Linked DNA regions of Sus scrofa: all the other regions are linked to region 2. A link is a contact called in public HiChIP or PLAC-seq and promoter capture Hi-C data. All regions are on one chromosome and are shown on one strand. Each heading gives the region's core, a stretch centred on a gene start, on an enhancer-like site or on the middle of the called end of the contact. The rest is flanking DNA. Distances are from core to core; before and after follow the strand shown.

Region 1 (3,149 bases), core at 84-2,583, 150 kb before region 2:
TGAGGGCAAGAATGGAGGCTGCTAGGTCATCCAAGTGGGAGAAAGGGGGAGCCTGGAAGAAGTGGATGGAGAAGAGAGATGCTTAGGAGACACTGCTGTCAGAACAGAATGATGAATTGCATGCACTGAGTGAAGGCTTCCAACTTCCTTGTTCCTCTGCACTGAAAGCCCTGGTGTTTTCTCTGCCCATATTTAGCTGTGTTACCTTGAGGCAATCTTTTCACCTCTCTCAGCATCAGTTTCTATATCCATATTAAGGGCTTCTCAGAACATTTAAGATTGAAGAGTTTCTTCTGGATTTAACATTTGCAAAATGTCCCCAGGGCCTTTGCACATGCCATTCCCTCTACCTCCTTCCTATTATTCAGGTCCTTATTGAAGTTTGAAGGAGGCCTTAGAAGGCCCTCCCTGACCACTCCTTCTCTAGTTTACTCTCTATCCTATTATAGTTATGTTCTTTCCCACTTGTTTACTTTCTTCCTGTCTCCAACTAAAATGTAAGCCCATGAGAGCAAGGGCTTGCTTTTTCAGGGATTATAGTCATCCTTAGCACCTAGGACTGCATCTGGCACATAATAGATACTTAGTAAATATTTGTTTGATATAATGAATGAAGGAAGGAACAAGCGAATGGGGAATGCGTTCCTTGACACTTTAATGCCCCCCAAACCATTTTAGCTACCCTTCTATAAGACCCTTCTGGCCTGGGAGCATCCATCCTGGAAGCAAGACACCTGGCCCACATTCAAATTCTGACTGAGGCACTTAACAGCTGAGTTTAGTTAAATCGGTTAACACCTCTTCCCTTCACTCTGCAGTTTAATCCCAGCTTCATTCTTTTATCCCCACCTGGTAGAAATGTGAAGATCCAACTAGATAGGAAAATGCTTAAAGCAAAATAGGCATTTTAAAAAATATATTATAAATTTGCATGTTTACTTTTTTACTTTTATCGATTTACAATACTGTGTTAGCTTTAGGTGCACAGCATAGGGATTCAGGTTTTTGTGGTGTGGTGCTGTTGTTGTTTTGCAAATTATATTCCATTATAGGTTATGACAATACGCGGGTTTTTTTAAGCTTTCTTATCTTTTTCTTTCCCAGTCACGCCTTTCCAAGTCTGATCACCCTTGCCTTTCTCACCAAGCACCTCAATAGCTCCTTCGCACCCAAACCTGAAGGACCTTGCAAGCTGCTGGCCATGGCGCACGCAAATATTTCCTCTCCTAAAGGGCAGAAAAAAAAAAACCTTCCCGGCAACGGGTCCCGCGGTCTGCGGAGCTGGCGTCAGCGGAGGGATTTGCGCATGCGCACACGCATGCGTAGAAAGGCCCCGGGACGGGCGGGGGGTGAAGAAGGGGCCGGCCTTTGAGCGACAGCGACGCAAGATGGCAGCCACCACGGGCTCGGGTGAGCGGGGGCGCCGGGCCCGGCCGGCCGAGGGGGCAGGGGTTCGGGCCGGGGGCGGGGGACCTGCAAAGGCCCTTGCTGCGGGGCTAGGGTCTCTGCGTTGCCTCTGTCTGCTGGGCCCCACGGCGGCGACCCAGGCGGCCTGAGTGGGGAGGAGGAGCAGGCGGTGGCCGGAAGCACGGGCGGGGGCCTGAGGGGCCTGTGGGAGGCGCGGCAAGGCCCAGAGGCTCCCCCGGGCGGTGTGAGGGCCCAGCTGAGAGGAAGGGCCCGGCCCCGCTGCGCTGCTGGGCGGCGAGAGCGGGCGAGGGGTGAGCCCAGAGACACCCCTGAGGAGACTGGAGCTGGCGGCTCTCTGGGGGGAGATCAAGGGGTTCTCTGGAGGACGAGGAGGCTCCCCCAAACGAATGGAAGTCCTTTATTGGGTGCTGAGGGTCTAGGCGGGGGGGAAGCAACCGTGGGATGTCCATTTAGCGGGGACTTCAGAGAAGCCTCTCCGGATGGATGGGGGAAGGAAACAGCATTCTGAGAAGTGATTGAGAGGATCCCCCATTGGTTCAGGGGACGACTCCAGTGTTAGTTTTGGGGATGGGGTTAGCTGAGGAAATTTCTATGTTGATTAGAAAGGGGGTGTCTGGGGTGTCTGCTTTTGGGGAGATTCGGGGTATCTCTACAGGATAAGAGAAGGGGAAAAGGATTTCTCGGATTCCAGCGGGATCTCGTTGGAGCATCAGAAAGTGAAATGACCCCATGGTTACCAGGCCCCTATTTGAGAAGATAGATGTTAGGTTTTTGGATAGCTCCGGGTAGGGCAGTTGGTGGAAGCCTGCGATACTGGGCGAAGAAGAGATGAATTGGGAGCCCTGGAGGTGTCTGGGGTAGGAGTCAACTGAGGGAAGCCCCATGCAGTGGGTGACAGTAAGAAAAGGTCGGGTTTCAGAAATATTTCTTTTAGAAAAGATCTTTATTGAGTGTCACTCCTTTCCACTCTTTTGAATATTGATAACACATGGTTGTTCAGCTCAGCAGTTCTCCATCGACTTGATGGGCATGGGGAGAGGGACAAGTGAAATGGGAACCTTGGGTGACTGGAGAAGAAGGCTGAGAGGCAAGAGAGCATGAGGGGGCTACACTTTGTGTGTGTGTGTGGAGGGGGGGGTCTACCAGGCCCTAGTAGATAAAGGGAAGTAGCATTTATTTTGAAACTGGATTCCCTGCTCTACATTTCTGAGATGTGCCAGAGGATCAAATCCTGAAGGGTCTGTTTCAGAGTTAACACTCCCAGTTGAGCATCAGGGGATGGACTCAAATGGCCTTCTGGAGCAGGCAGGCTGAGGATTGCCTGAGGAAGGTCCCTCAGAGGGGTTGATGATGCAAGAGAGTCTGATTCTGGAAATGCAGGATTTGGGAATGACAGTGTCTCCCTCCCTTTTGGTGAGGATGCTGTCCCCTGAGGTGCCTGGCAGTCAAATTGGCCAGTGAAGTCCTCCCAGATGAGGTGACAGTGGGTGACCTGTGATGGAAAAAGCAAACAGGACCACCAGCCCGGACATTGAAATCTGATGCTGCAGCAGTGTTGTTAGGAGAGAGTCGGTGACCCAAAGTGAACAGGGTGGGGGGAGTGTGTCTTTCAACGATGGTCCCCCTCCAGTATCCTAAGGAGCCATCTTTGGCTGATTGTTATAGTGGGAATAGAGGGAATTTGAAGTGGGGGATCTGACTGAAGTCACCTGCCACAGGCT
Region 2 (3,264 bases), core at 416-2,915:
TGTGAACTCTGAAGGCAGAATGACCTTGTTTCTTACTATGCCCCCAAATCTGGCACACAGTGGGCATACAAGTATTTTAGCCAGTGGAATATAAGATTGGAAGATGGTTGCTCAGACACTATGGTGGGCACAGGGGACAGAAAGAGACACAAAACAGATAAGGACAGGGCCTTCATGATCCCTAGGTTTTGCTCTGTGCAAAGCAGGAGAAGGAAGCCCCAGGAGAGAAGCAGCGGGGATAATTTAAATGGGGATGGTGAGAAGAGAGGTAACTCAAACTGGGACTTGGAAGTCTGGAAAGGATCTGGGGTAGTGGCGGGGGGGGGGGGGGGTGCAGATGGCGCAAGAAGAGTTCCAGGCTAACTGAACTGCAAGCAGGAACAGCCTGAAGCTAGAAAGAGCTTGGTGTGCTTGAAGAGGCAAAGCCTGGTCAGTGTGGCTGAAGAGCCCTTGCCAGGTGCCGACTGTTCTCTGGGCGGGCAAACGGACACCTGCAGTCCATCTGGGAAGTGTCAGACAAGGTGAACCGGCCCTAAGTGAGCCTCATGTCCTCACCTGCAAAAGAGCTGCCAATCCTCTTCCCCCTCCCCCGCCCCCGCAGGACAGCTGCAAAAATAAGAAGGTCCATAAGGCCCAGTAGGTGTCTATCGTGCCTACTGACCGATAGGAGGACCCTAAGGCCAACAGCAAGGTGATGGCCACCATGAACATTGGGGGAGGCCATTAGAGGAAATCCAGCTCTCAGCAGCAAGACGCAGGTGACCACATTTTCTACAATTCTTTCGACCTGGGTGTTTGCGAGTCTGATGGAGCAAGGCTTAGGTTCAACTCCGGCCAACGTCAAAGCACCTGCCCTAGAACCTGTACTGGACATTTTCACACACATTTCCTTCAGCCGTCATAGGCAGTCTACCAGCAATATGGAGGCTTAACTTCAAATACAATGAAACAAACCTCAGACACTAGTAGGAAGGCTGACAACCTCAATCTGCCAACTGCTGACCTCTTTCGCAGTTAAGCAGACAGGTCAGATCTACATCAAGACTTCCCTTTTGTTCTTTTAGTTAAACGCTTCTCCAACTTCAGCGCCCATTAGAATTTCTTGGCAGAGCTGGACAGATAACCCCATACGTAGAATACTTTAGGAACCTCGTAAAGACTATTCAAGGGAAACTGGCTCTCCAAGGGCCGACTTTCAGCCCGACGTTAACACCGGATAGGGTTCGACTCCACCGTCATGCGTGGGAAGGGGCCTGGCAGGCCGCCTGGAACAGGGCAGGCGCTCGACAGAAGAGCGGAACGGGTGGGAGTCAGCCGGGCCGAAAAGAGCACCCCACCAACTGCCACGGGTCTTCAGGAGCCCCGGGGGCCCCGCGGAGAGGCGCCTCTAGGCCGGTCCTCTCACTCCCGCCCCGAGACGCTCCCTGCGCGGGCCTCGCTCCTCGGTGCCATTATCCTCCCAGTTAGACGCCCCCCGAACCAGACCCCGACTCGCCGCTTACACGTGTCCGCAGGGCACCTGCACCGGCTTCTCGTACACCTCTAGGCACACGGGACACGTGAAGCGGCCCAGGGGGTCGGCCTCCGCCGCGGGCCCTGCCAGCTGCGCACCACCCTCTCGATCCTGCGGTTGGGCCGCCATCTTGCCGCCGCGGAGTGCAGCACCACTGCGACCCTGGCGAGCCGGGGGCGGGGCTAGCAGCCAGCCGGGGAGGGGCGAGGGGGCGGGACGCGAGGGGCGCTGGGGGCGGGGCTTACGGACCGCGCCTGCGGCTGGGGGCGGGGCGTGGGCCGCGCCTCCTGGCTCCTCCGAGGGGAGAGAAGGAAGGAGATGGGAGAGTGTGGAGGCTTTGGCTTTAGCCACTGTTTACCGAATTTAAATCGTTATTATTATACTTCATGTTTGCTTATGGAGTTCCCATTGTGGCGCAGTGGAAACGAATCCACCAGTATCCATGAAGATGCGGGTTTCATCCCAGGCCTTGCTCAGTGGGTGGGGGATGCAGCATTTCCCGAAGCTGTGGTGTAGGTAACAGAGGAGGCTTGGATCCCGCGTCTGCGACCTACGCCACAGCTCAGGGCAGTGCCAAGTCCAGGGATTGAATCTGCATCCTCATGGATCCTAGTCGGGTTCGTTAACCACTGAGCCAGGAAGGGAACTTCCCGTAAAAATTTTTTTTTAATTTGCTTATGCATTATTACTTAATCTTTCTCGTCGAGTTGATCTTTAAACTTCAGCAAGCACGTTGTAAAAGGATATAGCACTCCCCGAGCTACAAAGAGAAAATCAATACCACTTATTCCTACAGGGCACTGTGAAAATACAGCGGAAACAATATAGTCTTATAAATTAATGCTGGATATAGTTGAGCTGAACAGGGAGATTAACTATGATTAGAGAGGTGTTGAAGACAGGCTGTCACCACACTGAAACTTCCTAGTGAAAGCAGAAGTAATCTCTATGGAAAGTTCCCATCGTGGCTTATGAACCAGACTAGTGTCCATAAGGCTGCGGATTCGATCCTGGCCTCACTCAGTGGGTTAAGGATCCAGTGTTGCCGTGAGCTGTGGTGTGGGTTGCAGACACCGCTTGGATAGGGCGTTGTGCCTGTGGTGTAGGCCGGCGCTGTAGCTCAGATTTGACCTCTAGCCTGAGAACTTCCACGTGTTATGGGTGTGGCGCTAAAATGCAAAAAAAAAAAAAAAAAAAAAAAAATCGTTATCTACCTCAGAAGCAAGTTATTTAATATTGTGACACATGCCTCCTGGGGAAGGGGGTTTAGCTCCAGCTCTGTATTACATGGGAAGATGGAGGCTTGAAGCCATAGACTAAACCTCAATCTTGAAAGAAAAGGGTAGGCCTTAGAAGCCAGGTGTTCTGGGAGTTCCCATTGCGGCTCAGCGGAAACGAATCTGGCTACCATTCATGAGGATGCAGGTTTGATCCCTAGCCTTGCTCAGTGGGTTAAAGATCTAGCATTGTTGTGAGCTGTGGTGTAGGTCACAGATAGGGCTCAGATCTTGAGTTGCTGTGGCTGTAGCATAGGCCGGTAGCTGCAGCTCCAATTCAACCCCTAACCTGGGAACCTCCATGTGCCACTGGTGTAGGCCTAAAATACAAAACAAAAAAAAAAAAAACAATTCAGATGTTTTGAATCCCAACTTTTTCCATGTTCCACTACACCAAATTGGCTCTTGTATATGTAGCCCATTTAACAAAAGTTATCTCTTTTTTGTCTTTTCTAGGGCTGTACCTGCGGCACA
Region 3 (3,223 bases), core at 495-2,994, 180 kb after region 2:
CATCTGTCCTAGTCGAAATTGTTTGCTTTTCTGTTGTTTAAGCCTGTTTTCTCCCATCCCATTTCTCAGCGGAACTGGTCAGCTGAGAGCCTGTATGCATGTATTACTCACATCCTCACAACAACCTGATGCAGTTGTTGCTAATAATATCTGCCATTTTACTGAGAAACAGAGTGGTTAAGTAACTTGCTTAAGGTCACTCAGCAAAGAATGGAAGAGATAGGGTTCAAGAAACTAGGACACTGGCTCCAGAGCCCTCATTTAAAGAGTCAAAAAAGACACTGTTAAAAAGTATAAATCACTTTAGGAATACAAAGCAGAATTATAATTGGTCCTCACAGAATCCCTGCAAAGTCCTTTCTTCTCCTGTTTGGGCATTCCAAGGGGACACTTGCCTCCCCCAAGTCAGCTGGCAGCCTCTTGAAGGTGGAGCAGCCTCTGCTGCCCCTCACCATGAGTCTTCAGTTATTGCTAACTGCCTTCAGAGGTCTTCTGGCTTGGAGCTGATCCTAAAGCATTATTTTGGATATGGTTCCACACTGTCCTCTGGAGTAGGATACCAGTTTGTATTCAGGATGGGAATTAGGAGCTAGAGGAATAGTCAAGGCACTTACAACCTGGTGGTCAAGAGTGCTTTGGGAGACAGGTACATTCTTTTCTTCTTTTTCTTTTTTGGCCGCTGCTTGGCTTATGGAGTTGCCGGGCGTGGGTTCAGATCTGAGCCACAGTTGCAACCTATGCTGCAGCTGTGGCAATGCTGGATCCTTAGCCCGCTCTGCCTGTGCCAGCTGGGGGATCAAACCTGCATCCCAGGGCTCCAGAGATGCTGCCAACCCCGTTTCGCCGCAGCAGAAACTCCAAGATAGGGTTTTTTGTTTGTTTGTTTGTTTGCTTTTTAGGGCTGTACCCACGGCATATGGAAGTTCTCTGGATAGAAATCGAATCAGAGCAGCAGTGCCAGCCTACACCACAGCCACAGCAATGGCAGATCCGAGCTGAGTCTGTGACCTATACAACAGCTCATGGCAATGTCAGATCCTTAACCCACTGAGCAAGGCCAGAGATTGAACCCACATCCTCATGGATATCAGTCCGGCTCATTACCGCTGAGCCACAATGGGAACTTCCAGGTCATTTTTTTACTTAAGCCGTTACTGCAAGGATTAGGTGAATTGCTTCTCCATCACAGAGCCTCAGTTTCCTCATTTGTACAATAGGAATAAGAGCGCACATCTTCGGGTTGTTGGGGTGATTAATGTGGTAAGTAAAGCCCAGTGTATCTTAAGGGCAGGTCTTCACATTAATAACTTATCAACACTGCTGCTTGTGATTCTTTGGTATGTGGAATCTGCCCATATCTACAGCCTCATCCCTGCCATTCTCCCTGCCCTACTGGATTTTATCTATGCTTGCTTTGAGTCTACCTGGGGTCAGATCAGTCTTTTTAACCTCAGAGGCTTTGCATCTACTGTTCACCCTTTTACGTTTCTTCTCCTGTCTGTCACCCATCAGTGAGGCCTTCCCTGACCACATTATTCCTCCAACATATTCCCCTGTTTTATTGTGTTCATCACTTATCAGAACCTGGTATTATGAATTGATTTGTTTCTTTTTCTCCTCCCATTTGAGTGTTAAGTTCAAGAAGACAAGGATTTTGTCTGTTTTGTCTCTAAGCATCCCCAGCGCCAATAATGGTGTCTGGCATATGTCTGCTTTCAATAGATGCTGATTTGAATGAATGAATGAATGAATGAATGAATGAAGGTGTATACCCGAGCCCATATTCCTACAATCCCTGCTTTTCTGTCGCAGTGGGTGACCAGCCGCGTCAGGCATTGCAGACGATCCCTTGGCTCCCAGGTTGGGGGCGCCCAAGCGCGGAGCCGACAGGCACTTGAGCGACGCTCCCCGAAAGCCAGGGCGGTGGCCGCGCCAGGAGAGGGGCTGTCGCCTTTTGGCGACGTTCCCGGCGGGCCACCGCGCCGCCGCCGGGGCCAAAGAGGGGGTCGGGCGGTGAGCGCGCGCGCTGATCTTTTGCGACGGTGCCCTGCGGCACTGGCCCCGCCCCCTCCCCGCCCCCGAGGCCCGCCCTGCCCCGCCCCCGCCGCTGCGCTCGCTCGGGGCCGCTCAGGCCCCCGCCCGCTTCATGTGGCCGGGCCCGCGGCGGCCGGCGGCGAGGAGCGGCGAGGCGGCGGAGAGCGGCGGCCGGCGAGGCCCGGGAGGTGGTGGCCGAGGCCCAGGAGGCGGCGGCGGCGGCCCAGGAGGCGGCGGACGGGGAGCGGCGGGAGCAGGCCCGGCCCGGCCCTTGAGCGGCCGCCCGGCTGCAGCATGCGCGTCCGCCGGGGGCTGCTGCGGCTGCCGCGCCGCTCGCTGCTCGCCGCTCTCTTCTTCTTTTCGCTCTCGTCCTCGCTGCTCTACTTCGTCTATGTGGCTCCCGGCATAGGTAGGAAGGGGGCCTGGGACCCCGGGGGGGTGTCGCTCTGGCCTCGAGGGGACCCTGGAAACCCCCGCCCCGCCCCAAGGAGACCCCAGCTCTCGGAAGACCCCCGGCTGGAAGGCGACCTCAAGCCTGGCCCTCAGAAGATTACCGGGACCCCCGCCCGACCCTTGGGAGACCCTACGCCTGGACCTCGGGGGACCCCAGAACATTCCCGCTCTCTGCACCCCGACGGGCTCTGGAACCCTCCTCCCCACAACATCCTCCCACCCACCTCCTGCCCTCCTTTAACCCCATCCGGGCGCGAACCCGACTGTGTCTTCACACACACCCTCGTCGTGCCAGGACGCCCTCATTCTCGCTTTGGCCTCCTAGAACCCTCACTTTCCGCTCTTCGGCTCCTGAGCTGCCGCTCCCCCTCCCCGGGGTCTCCTTCAGCCCGGGTTCCCGGCATTCCGCGGACCCCGAACCTCCGCGGCCCGCCTGCCTCTCCTCGCGGAGCCCCTGTGCCCGGGTCTCGAGGCGTCCCACCTTCCCCGTTCCCATCCATCCTTCTCCTCTCTCCTCCCTGGTGACTCTCCCGTTTCCTGCTCTCCTTCCCTACCCTTTTTTCCCTCCACTTTCGCTTGTTACATCCACCTCCAGGTCCTCCTCCTCCTGATGGACAGATCGCTTTCCTTTTAGGGTGGCATTCCCCGGCCTACCCCCCGAGGAGGTCCCCCCCTTCAGTCTGCTAACCCCTGAGTGCCCCACTACTCCTCTCCGTCTACCTCCCCTCGCCCCGCC

What was found. Promoter capture Hi-C pulls out the DNA fragments that hold promoters and counts their contacts. HiChIP or PLAC-seq counts read pairs in DNA pulled down with a chosen protein or histone mark.
Region 1: a promoter capture Hi-C map of fetal liver shows a contact between it and region 2, with 2.9 times the contacts expected there. The contact joins the promoter of UBE2V1 here to the promoter of RNF114 in region 2. A contact is called at or near these places in 1 of 5 promoter capture datasets (fetal liver), 1 of 47 Hi-C or Micro-C datasets (skeletal muscle) and 1 of 2 datasets of contacts at active chromatin or transcription factors (alveolar macrophages).
Region 3: an H3K27ac HiChIP or PLAC-seq map of alveolar macrophages shows a contact between it and region 2. The contact joins the promoter of B4GALT5 here to the promoter of RNF114 in region 2. A contact is called at or near these places in 1 of 5 promoter capture datasets (fetal liver), 2 of 47 Hi-C or Micro-C datasets (liver and skeletal muscle) and 1 of 2 datasets of contacts at active chromatin or transcription factors (alveolar macrophages).

The regions. Positions count from the first base shown.
Region 1 is chr17:51,662,682-51,665,830 of Sscrofa11.1, reverse strand. UBE2V1 (ubiquitin conjugating enzyme E2 V1) reads left to right here and starts at 1,333. Exons shown (of 4, transcript NM_001205094.1): 1 at 1,333-1,410. The coding sequence starts at 1,389.
Region 2 is chr17:51,512,047-51,515,310 of Sscrofa11.1, reverse strand. It overlaps RNF114 (ring finger protein 114), which reads right to left and starts at 1,665. Exons shown (of 6, transcript NM_001001869.1): 1 at 1,503-1,665. The coding sequence starts at 1,642.
Region 3 is chr17:51,333,087-51,336,309 of Sscrofa11.1, reverse strand. B4GALT5 (beta-1,4-galactosyltransferase 5) reads left to right here and starts at 1,744. Exons shown (of 9, transcript XR_002340099.1): 1 at 1,744-2,443.